Linked DNA regions of Callithrix jacchus: region 2 is linked to region 1. A link is a contact called in public Hi-C data. All regions are on one chromosome and are shown on one strand. The core of a region is the stretch at or near the end of the contact, and the rest is flanking DNA. Distances in the headings are between cores, read along the strand shown.

Evidence for each region. A called contact is a pair of places that touch in the nucleus more often than the background predicts.
Region 2: a Hi-C map of skeletal muscle shows a contact between it and region 1, with 5 times the contacts expected there. The contact joins two enhancer-like sites. A contact is called at or near these places in 2 of 3 Hi-C or Micro-C datasets (both in skeletal muscle).

The regions. Positions count from the first base shown.
Region 1 is chr4:158,659,916-158,664,848 of calJac240_pri, forward strand. It overlaps ESR1 (estrogen receptor 1), which reads left to right. Exons shown (of 9, transcript XM_054254535.2): 2 at 1,022-1,543. The coding sequence starts at 1,092. Among named protein-coding and RNA genes, the nearest start is that of ESR1, 120 kb to the left of the region's middle. Within about 2 kb of position 2,741, at least 1 of the 16 cell types and tissues checked has an H3K27ac peak or open chromatin away from gene starts, as enhancers often do. A contact at or near this core is called in skeletal muscle, where this site is marked.
Region 2 is chr4:158,784,285-158,789,217 of calJac240_pri, forward strand. It overlaps ESR1 (estrogen receptor 1), which reads left to right. Exons shown (of 9, transcript XM_054254535.2): 5 at 3,286-3,621. Among named protein-coding and RNA genes, the nearest start is that of ESR1, 250 kb to the left of the region's middle. Within about 2 kb of position 2,032, at least 1 of the 16 cell types and tissues checked has an H3K27ac peak or open chromatin away from gene starts, as enhancers often do. A contact at or near this core is called in skeletal muscle, where this site is marked.

The DNA.
Region 1 (4,933 bases), core at 1,491-3,990:
ACATTTCACATTCAGTTTTCTGAAGCTTTCGTTGCATAACTAACCTGTGGAAGGCATGAACACCCATGTGCGCCCTAACCAAGGGGTTTTCTGAATCATCCTTCACATGAGAATTCCTAATGGGACCAAGTACAGTACTGTGGTCCAACATAAACACACAAGTCAGGCTGAGAGACTCTGAGAAGGTTGTGGAAGGGTCCACTTTGGGAGCATTTTGCAGAGGAAGAAACTGAGGTCCGGGCAGGTTGCATTCTCTTGATGGCAAAGTGCAGCTCGTCCTATATGTATACCCCGAATCTCCGCCCCCCTTCCCCTCAGATGCCCCCTATCAGTTCCCCCAGCTGCTAAATATAGCTGTCTGTGGCTGGCTGCGTATGCAACCCCACACCCCATTCTATCTGCCCTATCTCGGTTACAGTGTAGTCCTCCCCAGGGTCATCCTATGTACACACTACGTATTGCTAGCCAACGAGGAGGGGGAATCAAACCGAAAGAGAGACAAACAGAGATATATTGGAGTCTGGCACGGGGCACATAAGGCAGCTCCCGGGAGAAAGCTGGTCCCTGGACTCGTCTTTCACATTTATTTTAAGCCCGGTCTTCCCTGGGCCACCTTTAGCAGATCCTCGTGCGCCCCCGCCCCCTGGCCGTGAAACACAGCCTCTATCCAGCAGCGACGACAAGTAAAGTTCAGGGAAGCTGCTTTTTGGGATCGCTCCAAAACGAGTTGTGCCTGGAGTGATGTTTAAGCCAATGTCAGGGCAAGGCAACAGTCCCTGGCCATCTTCCAGCACCTTTGTAATGCATATGAGCTCGGGAGACCAGTACTTAAAGTTGGAGGCCCGGGAGCGCGGGAGCTGGCGGAGGGCGTTGGTCCCGGGACTGCACTTGCTCCCATCGGGTCGCCAGACTCCACCGGACCCTCCGGCTCCCGGGGCAGGGCCGGGGCCCGAGCTCGAGTCGCGTCTCGGCAGGACATGCGCTGCGCCGCCTCTAACCGCGGGCTGTGCTCTTTTTCCAGGTGGCCCAACGGCTTCTGAGCCTTCAGCACTGCGGGGATCCGATCTGCGCCCTGCCGGCGGCCTCGGACCATGACCATGACCCTTCACACCAAAGCGTCCGGGATGGCCCTTCTGCACCAGATCCAGGGGAACGAGCTGGAGCCCCTGAATCGTCCGCAGCTCAAGATCCCCCTGGAGCGGCCCCTGGGCGAGGTGTACGTGGACAGCGGCAAGCCCGCCGTGTACAACTACCCCGAGGGCGCCGCCTACGAGTTCAACGCCGCGGCCGCCGCCAACGCGCAGGTCTATGGCCAGTCTGGCCTCCCTTATGGCCCCGGGTCCGAGGCGGCGGCGTTCGGCTCCAACGGCCTGGGGGGGTTCCCCACACTCAACAGCGTGTCTCCGAGCCCGCTGATGCTGCTGCACCCGCCGCCGCAGCTGTCGCCCTTCCTGCAGCCCCACGGCCAGCAGGTGCCCTACTACCTGGAGAACGAGCCCAGCGGCTACACGGTGCGCGAGGCCGGCCCGCCGGCGTTCTACAGGTACCCGCGCCCGCGCCGCCCGTCGTCGGGGTGGCCGCCGCGCCCGGCGGGAGGGAGGGAGCCGGGGGAGCCGGGGGAGCCGAGGGAGCCGCGGGACGCGCGACCCGAGGGCGCGCTCAGGGAACCCGGGGCGTGCAGCTCGCCCGGGGGTTCTGCGTGCAGCCCGCGATGCGTTCAGAGCCAAGTTCTCTCGCAGGGCAGCTGAAAAAAACGCGCTCTCCACCCATCTACAGTCGGTGCGAGAGGCAGACCTGAACGCCCGGGGCTTCCTAACTAAACACACGTTGGAAAACCAGACAAAGCAGCAGTTATTTGTGGGGGAAAACACCTCCAGGCAAATAAACATGAGGTGCCTTGAGTCACTTGGGAAGGTCCCGCGCTTGGCATTTAAAGCTGGGGTTGTTTGGAGTTAGCGGAGCTCAGCGGAGTTTTATTTAGCCTTTTAATGTTTTTGTTTAATGTGGCCCCCAAATTTCCTTTCATTTAGAGTCTTTGATTGGAAATTTGTCTGCTGTGATGACTTTCTGGGAAGCGATTCCCCTCCTCCCCACCCCACGTCCTGGGGTTTTAGAAAGCGATTGGGAGTTGAATGGGTCACAGCAAGTTTCTGATTTCAGAGTTAGCTGTCTGAGTCCGCGCTGGAGCCGGTGGCTGGCATGTGACTTCTGACAGCCGGAAATTTGTAGGTGTCCCGCGATTTTAAAATTAGCCGTATGGAAGCACGAATGCTTAAAAATAATCTCCCGGCAGCCCAGGGACGAGCCTGTCCCATCTGGGGAGAATACCCCGGAGTGTCCTACGGGGTCAGCGGGGTCTGCGCCTCGCAGCCACTGTGGAAGGAGCGCGGCCGGTCCAGGACATGGGAGAACACTTTGTGACTTCGATGTGAAGGTTTTGTATACTCCTTTTAATTTTTTTTTCCAACAAGAGTTGTTCTGTCTCCCTCTCCCATTCCTCCCATTTTCCCTTGTCCAGTTTCTCCTTTTTTTTTTTTTTTTTTTTTCCTGATGGGCCTGCAGAGGGATTAGGTGGGTGTTTCCGGTGAACACCTGCCTAGGTGGCCACAGGACAGGTGTACCCTGGACTGGGTTTGGGAGCTTCAGGGCACCACATGGCTGGTGCAGAATTAGGCATTTCCCAACTGTACACTGGTGTCTGGACTGGTGTCCCCACATCTTTCTGCTTTGTAAGCTGTGGACCATTTTTTGTTCAGTGTTCTATTTCCAGGGATCTTTATAGCAGAAGGATCTTAGAAGGGGACTAAGGTGCAGGTTGGTCCCAGAAGGTGCTGAAGGGCAGATTCTGGGGGTTTCCAGCGTGCATCTTCAGCCACTTTAGAGGAATTTAGAACATCCCACAGCCACACAGGTTCAAGCTGTCTTTACATAAAAGACAAACAATGAACAAAACTTTTAAAAGTTGGCGTATTTCAAATTAATTTTACTTCTTTTAATTTAGGATTAAAATAGAGAGAAAGGATTTCTTCTGCCCACCTTTTTTTTAAATGGAAGAATAAAATACAGCTATTAAGTCTAATTCCACACAACATTCTAAACTCCTTGATGTGAAGGAAGGCATTGGTATGATGTGAATTCCATAACCTTATGATGGAATCCAGAAACCATTTTTTCCTATTTAATTTTCAGTTCTTTTATTGCAAATTAATGCCACTGAATTTCAATGGGCACTAATGAGACTGCTCCTTGGTGGATTATTTACTGCCTTGCTAATAATTACGAAGTGAATCTGGTCAAATACAGAGGGGATCACATCTTTTTCAAAATTGTTCATCATCCCAGTGATAAGCAGTATCAGTGTAATATGCCCTATCTTACATTTTTTTTTGCATCAAATGATATTCAGATACTCTTAGAATAATAAAAAAGACAAGGAACTTAAAAGTTTAAAAAAAAACTTACAAAAATAGGACTCTGTGTGGAAATTCAGTTTTAGAAATTTTCAGTTTTTCCTGTGTTTTGTTTCCTGGAAAGTCTTTCCTCTGTTGTTAGAATTCTGCCTCTTATTAACCAGCAAGGAAAAGAAGGATCTATGCAATTCTTCATAAGGACAGATGTTATTTAGCATTTTTCCCCTCTTAGTTTTTCTGCTTAAGTAACTCTGAGTGTAAAGGAAAGGATCGGTTAGCCTCTTTTAGGGAACTTTACGTTTCTTAAGTAGTTATCAAAAGTTTTGAGACTGAAAGCAGTATTTTCAAACTGCTTGTCATGACCCAGAGGGTCATGAAACCAGTTTAGTGAGTCTAGGATATTCTTTTAAAAGGAATAAAACAGAAAGGAATATAATAGAAAATATCAGAATGTGTGGTATTTAGTAAGGATAAGTTTTGTTTCCTGAAAATCTGTTTTAATTATACATGCTTCTGTGTGCTGATTGTGATGTAAAATGTATTTCTTACTGTGGATTGAATTCAAAGAAAAAGAGAGCTAATGGCCTAAAATATTATATATTCAGTGGAAAATAAAAAATCAGGCAACTGTATAGTTGTTTTTATCTATACAAACCAAAATGCTATTTTGATTATTCTTATTTTTACCTTACAAATTAGGCTGGTGCCTTTAGTCAGTTCGGCTAAGCTTTACTATGTGATTCTTAGCTTTTTTATTTGTACTGTCCTCCTGAGTGTCATACTGGATGTTCAGAGAATTTACGTGCGGGTCACATCATTTAGCTTTGAGATGCTATGGTTACTTTCTTCCATTTCTTTCATAATCTGCAGCCATATCTGTGTGTGAAGAACTGTAATAGATAAAATTTCTCTGGGCACATAATAATATAAGAAAGATTGTCACATGTCCCAACAAACTATTGTTAATATAAATTTGTTACTTGGCAAGCTGAAATTTTGCAAGATGTTACCCCAAATTTCATGATGAAGGAAATGGGGAGTCATCTTATCCTGGGTTCCTTTTTTGAGTTCAGACAACTTAGGAACTTCAAATAAAACTAAAGATAATGCTTAACTATATTATCTATCCTTTTTAAAGTTCAAATTAGGAATTTAATGCTGCATGCTTATTTCAGTTTTGTTAATCAGTATTCTTAAACATTAGACTCACTTCTCCAAAAAACCTGGCAAATATATAAACCTTTTGTCTCAAAACCAATGCCCTGCTAATTTGTATCCTGTCCATCTGCATATTTTGGACAACTAATTTGTCCGCTGGTAATCATTTAAAACTCTTTCTTATCTTTGAACAGAGACCGATTTCCAAAGCGAGATTTAAGTGACTTTCAAGTTTCCAATACATTTTTTCTTTTACTTAGGTAACATTTCAGCCCCCTTTCTTTCTGATCTTACTTTTTTTTGTTAATTTAAATGGTTACTGATTACCTGGCACTTTGTGCTGGTCTAAGAATAGTACAAAGAAT
Region 2 (4,933 bases), core at 782-3,281, 120 kb after region 1:
ATACTGCTATAAAGAAATACCTGAGACTGGGTAATTTATAAAGAAAAGTAGGTTTAATGAGCTCACAGTTCCTCATGGCTGGGGAGGCCTCACAATCCTGGCAGAAGGTGAAGGAGAAGCAAAGGCACGTCTTACATGGTGGCAGGCAGGAGAACAGGTGCAAGGGAACTGCCCTTTATGAAATCATCAGATCTCATGAGATATATTCACTATCATGAGAACAGCACAGGAAAAACCTGCCTCCATGATTCAATTACCTCCCACTGGGTCCCTCCCACAACATGTCACAATTATGCTGCATCTTTCCTGTAAGACTTGAGCACATTCTTAATTTCTTTCTAAACATGTAGAGTAGAGGTATAAATAGTATTTGGGTAAATCACTGATTAATACTGAAGAACCAGGCATTTTCTTACCACAGTCCCCATTTAAAGTAGGTAACTTCAAGATGAGGTTCAGATGGGGACACAGCCAAACCATATCAGTATATTAAAGAAAATATTTGTCAGTGCTAAGTGAATCTACTTTCACCTACTTGATGATTTGATGATTTTATAAATAGTCAACTCTTTCCTCACCTTTTCAGTTGTATTTTGTTGTTCCAAAGCCCAAACCTGTGTGTCTTGTGTTGAACAACTTGAGTCATACAGTTGTGAGATGTAAATGGGTGTGGTGGTTCAACTTACTTCTTTACATGGTACTACAACTAAGCCATCTAAGTAGCCTACTCCTAAATTCCTCCAAGAAGGGACATATCACGATCTGATTTAAATGTAACATCCTTTCTTAGAGAAGTTTTCTTTGTCTCCTTCCCCAGTCACTTCCTCCCATCCATTGTGCTTTCAGCAGTTCATTGGTTCATTAATTCAATCAATAAATACTGAATAACTTTTGATCAATGTCTTTCTCTCCGCAAGCTGGAAACTTGATTGATAGAGGGTAACATGATCTGTATTTGCTTACCACTGCACCTTCCATGAATATACATTGTAAGTATTGAATGGAGTTTTACTAAATGAACAAATACTTTGATATAATATTTTGGTAACCACCAATATCAATTTATGAGTTGATTCTAAAATTCTTCTGTTGGAAATCAGCTTATCTTTAGTATGACTGTGAAAGCCTTTTAAAGTGGGTGGTAATACTACATTTTGTTTTGTTTCATTAACCTTGTGGTTTTCTTTATCTTTGAAATCTTTTTAAAGGAAGATAAATTACATTTATGGAAGGAGCTTTTTTAAAAAATACTTTATTTTTAAAAGGTAAAATGCTGTGTATAGTTATAATTTGGTGACTCTGATTTCACCTTAGGAAAAACAATATCACCTTCTAATCATTTCTTTTTTAATCAAATCAGTTGCTTTTATTTCTTTATGTAGATTTGCTATTAAAAGATTGTAATCACTGCTGCATCTTTCCTGTAAGACTTGAGCACATTCTTAATTTCTTTCTAAAATTGTGGAGTAGAGTTATAAATAGTATTTGGGTGATACACTGACTAATACCAAAGAACCAGGCATTTTCTTACCCTAGTCCTCACCCAAAGTTGGTAAATACAAGTTAGAACTCATCTTCTCAAAACTGATCTCAGAATTTCCTGAGAAATCTGAATCTAAAATAATTCTTTGCTTTTGATATATTTTCCCTGATTTCTACCATAAGGCTCCTGCTCTTACTTTTTTTTTTTTAATGTTTCAAATAGAAGATGGTAAAGTCATACAGTACAATCTCAGCATTGGAGTGTCTACTGGAGGTCAACTAGTGCAAACACTTTCTGGGTAATGGAATCCCTTTGGGAACATCCCTTGAAAGTCCTCATCTAACCTATTCTTGGAAACACCCAGCGATCCACCTCATCATTTCCTATGATGGCAGTTTCTATCTTTGTTGTTGGCTCTGAGTGTTACAAACGGCTTCTTTGCATTGAGCTGTAACTAAAACGTTTCCACATCCTGCTTCTATTTTAGCCTGGTAAAGAACAAGTTGAACCCGTCTTATGCAGAACAACCCATCTAAGGGCAGTGCTCTTGCTTCCTCCGTGTTTTCTTTTCCCTAGGCTAACCATTCTTTGTTCCTCACTAGCTCACTCTATGACCTGATTTCATGTCTCCTTATGCTTCTAGTTACTGTAACTTGAGTAGACTGATTTTTCTTATATTTTCAGATCCAGCCAATGAGTGTGATACATCAGGTGTGCGCCTATGACTTGAGATTACAGTGGAAATATCATCTCCCTTAATTCAGATATTATAACTTCATTGGCAAATCTGACAATGAAAGTTGAAATGCCTGACCAGGGACAATGGCTGGTCAGACACCACTGTTCTCATCTTTTACTTTTAGGTGTCATTCAGTTTGTTAAGTTAGTACCTAGACAATATCCTGAAACTTGTTAATGCAAACTTCTTTTCAGAGCCAGAATCTGGAATCATACTTAATAGAGAATGATCTTGTACAAGTTGGTTAATTTCACTAATGGTTTCTCAAATTTAACAAGATTATTGTAAGAACTAAATTAGTTCTAAACTGCTTCCAAGTATGTAAATGCTTAAAATATGTAGTAAGTGCTGAATGCATATTAGTAATAACAATCTTTATTATAATTTTTACTATTACATGAGAAAGGTTTATTTTAACACTGAGCAAATGGGAAGAGTTCATGGTGTCTCTACGTTTTTAAAGTGTCATTTAATATATTATATATAAAAACACATATATAACATATATATATATATATATTTCAGTCACATGTTTGTTCAAATATACCTTATGAGCAAGTCATTCTTATTTATTCTTGCCCATCTCCTTGGACTACATGCTTTTAAAAACTGTCTTTTAATTTACTATTAAGACAATATTACTAGCAGAAGTAGGCTTTGATGCTAAATCATATTTTAAGAATAACTAATTAGAATTCTGTTCTTGTTATAACACCTGTTACACACACACAACCCTACCTGGTGTGTCAGAGTCAGTTTGTTTGGGCTCATGAGCACCCACTGTTCAATTTTCAGGAGTTTTATAAGCCACTTGATATCAGACAAGTGGCCTGAAATTTGCGATGGTGGCAGCATTTACACCATGAACACTGGCCACTGCTACAAATCAAAGTCTTTTTCTTTTTCTCTTGGAGACACACTTGTGAAACACTTACCAGCTCACCTTGCTTGAGAGTATTTCTTCACATAAAATGAAAGACGGTTAGCTTTGAAGATTGTTTTGTATAAAAGTTTACATGGGAAAAAAATAAATTAATTGGTTGTTTTCCCCCTGTGTTTTCAGGGATACGAAAAGACCGAAGAGGAGGGAGAATGTTGAAACACAAGCGCCAGAGAGATGATGGGGAGGGCAGGAATGAAGTGGGGTCCACTGGAGACCTGAGAGCTGCCAACCTTTGGCCAAGTCCGCTCATGATCAAACACTCTAAGAAGAACAGCCCAGCCTTGTCCCTGACAGCTGACCAGATGGTCAGTGCCTTGTTGGATGCTGAGCCCCCCATAATCTATTCCGAGTACGACCCTACCAGACCCTTCAGTGAGGCTTCGATGATGGGCTTACTGACCAACCTGGCAGACAGGGAGCTGGTTCACATGATCAACTGGGCAAAGAGGGTACCAGGTAAGAATGTGAAACTCAGCTTTTAAGAGTCAATAGCTTTTCAAGAACTGGTTGTGATGTCCTGGGAGAAATAGTAGGAGAAAAAGAAGCAAGCAATAACTTGTTATGTAACTCGTTTCAAGGTTATAGGAGATGTGTTCATTTTCAGTATCAACACACTGTAATTTTCCTGGATGTTAGAAAAGAATATTTTGAAATCAAAATCTAAGAGACTAAAATTTTTAAATTGACATAATTTATTTTTAACCATCTATTCACCAAAAAGATTTAGGGTGGACACTACATGATAAAACTATTTAATAGTATATGTTCACAGTAGCAGAAACTTTTAACACTAAATGATCTACGAAAGTTTTTAATATTTAATGACCTTTGTTCAAAACATCTCAATTATTAATAAAACAATTTTATCTTGAAAAGATTTTTAAGATTGGGTGTGATGCCTCATGCCTGTACTCCTAGCACTTTTGGGGGCTGAGGTGGGAGATTGCTTGAGCCCAGGAGTTTGAGGCCAGCCAGGGTAACATTTTGAAACCCTGTCTCTACAAAAAAATTTTTTTAAATTAGCTGGGTGCAGTAGCACACACCTGTGGTCCCAGCTACTGGGGAGGCTGAGGCTAGAGGATGGCTTGAGCCCAGGAGGTCAAGGTTTCGGTGAGTCGTGTTTATATGGAGTGCCACTGCACTCTAGCTCAGGTGACAGCAAGACCATGTCTTAAAAAAAAGTTAAGAAAGATCTTTATGGATTAAAGAGATAATAATAAGGTTATTTACTGAATGCCAATTATTTATCCAACCTAGTTTATGCTTAGTATTTTAGGAAAAAGAGAAAGACAGTGGAAAAATAAATTAAGGTATCATCACTGAAAGAAACTTTTAGAGACACAGTGGCTGAAGTGACACCTTGCTCCTTTAGTTGACTCTCAGAAGTGGTATTGTGGTAAAATTAGACTGTTACTCTTGTTGCTCAGGGAGAAGAACTCAAGTGTGTGTGGAAACAAGACTAGGAAATGACTTTCTCCCTGCCCCAGTGTATCCATTCAGGAACTAATGTAGATGAATCGAGGCAAGAGGAAGCTAAATTTTTTTTCTGGGCTTATAGTTAAAATGAGTGATAGATTTAGTTAGACATTTTCTCATTTGGGTTCTTTTAATAGATACAATTAATTGTTTCCTATGAAGCACAAAATGTTTTGTATGAAACTAAAAAAATGTGGAGTTTGGTATTTGTGTTTCAAGGGTCACTGCTGTGTTACAGCCCAAGTGAACTTATGTTTGGAATTGGAGAATCTTACATGTATTTGTATCTATC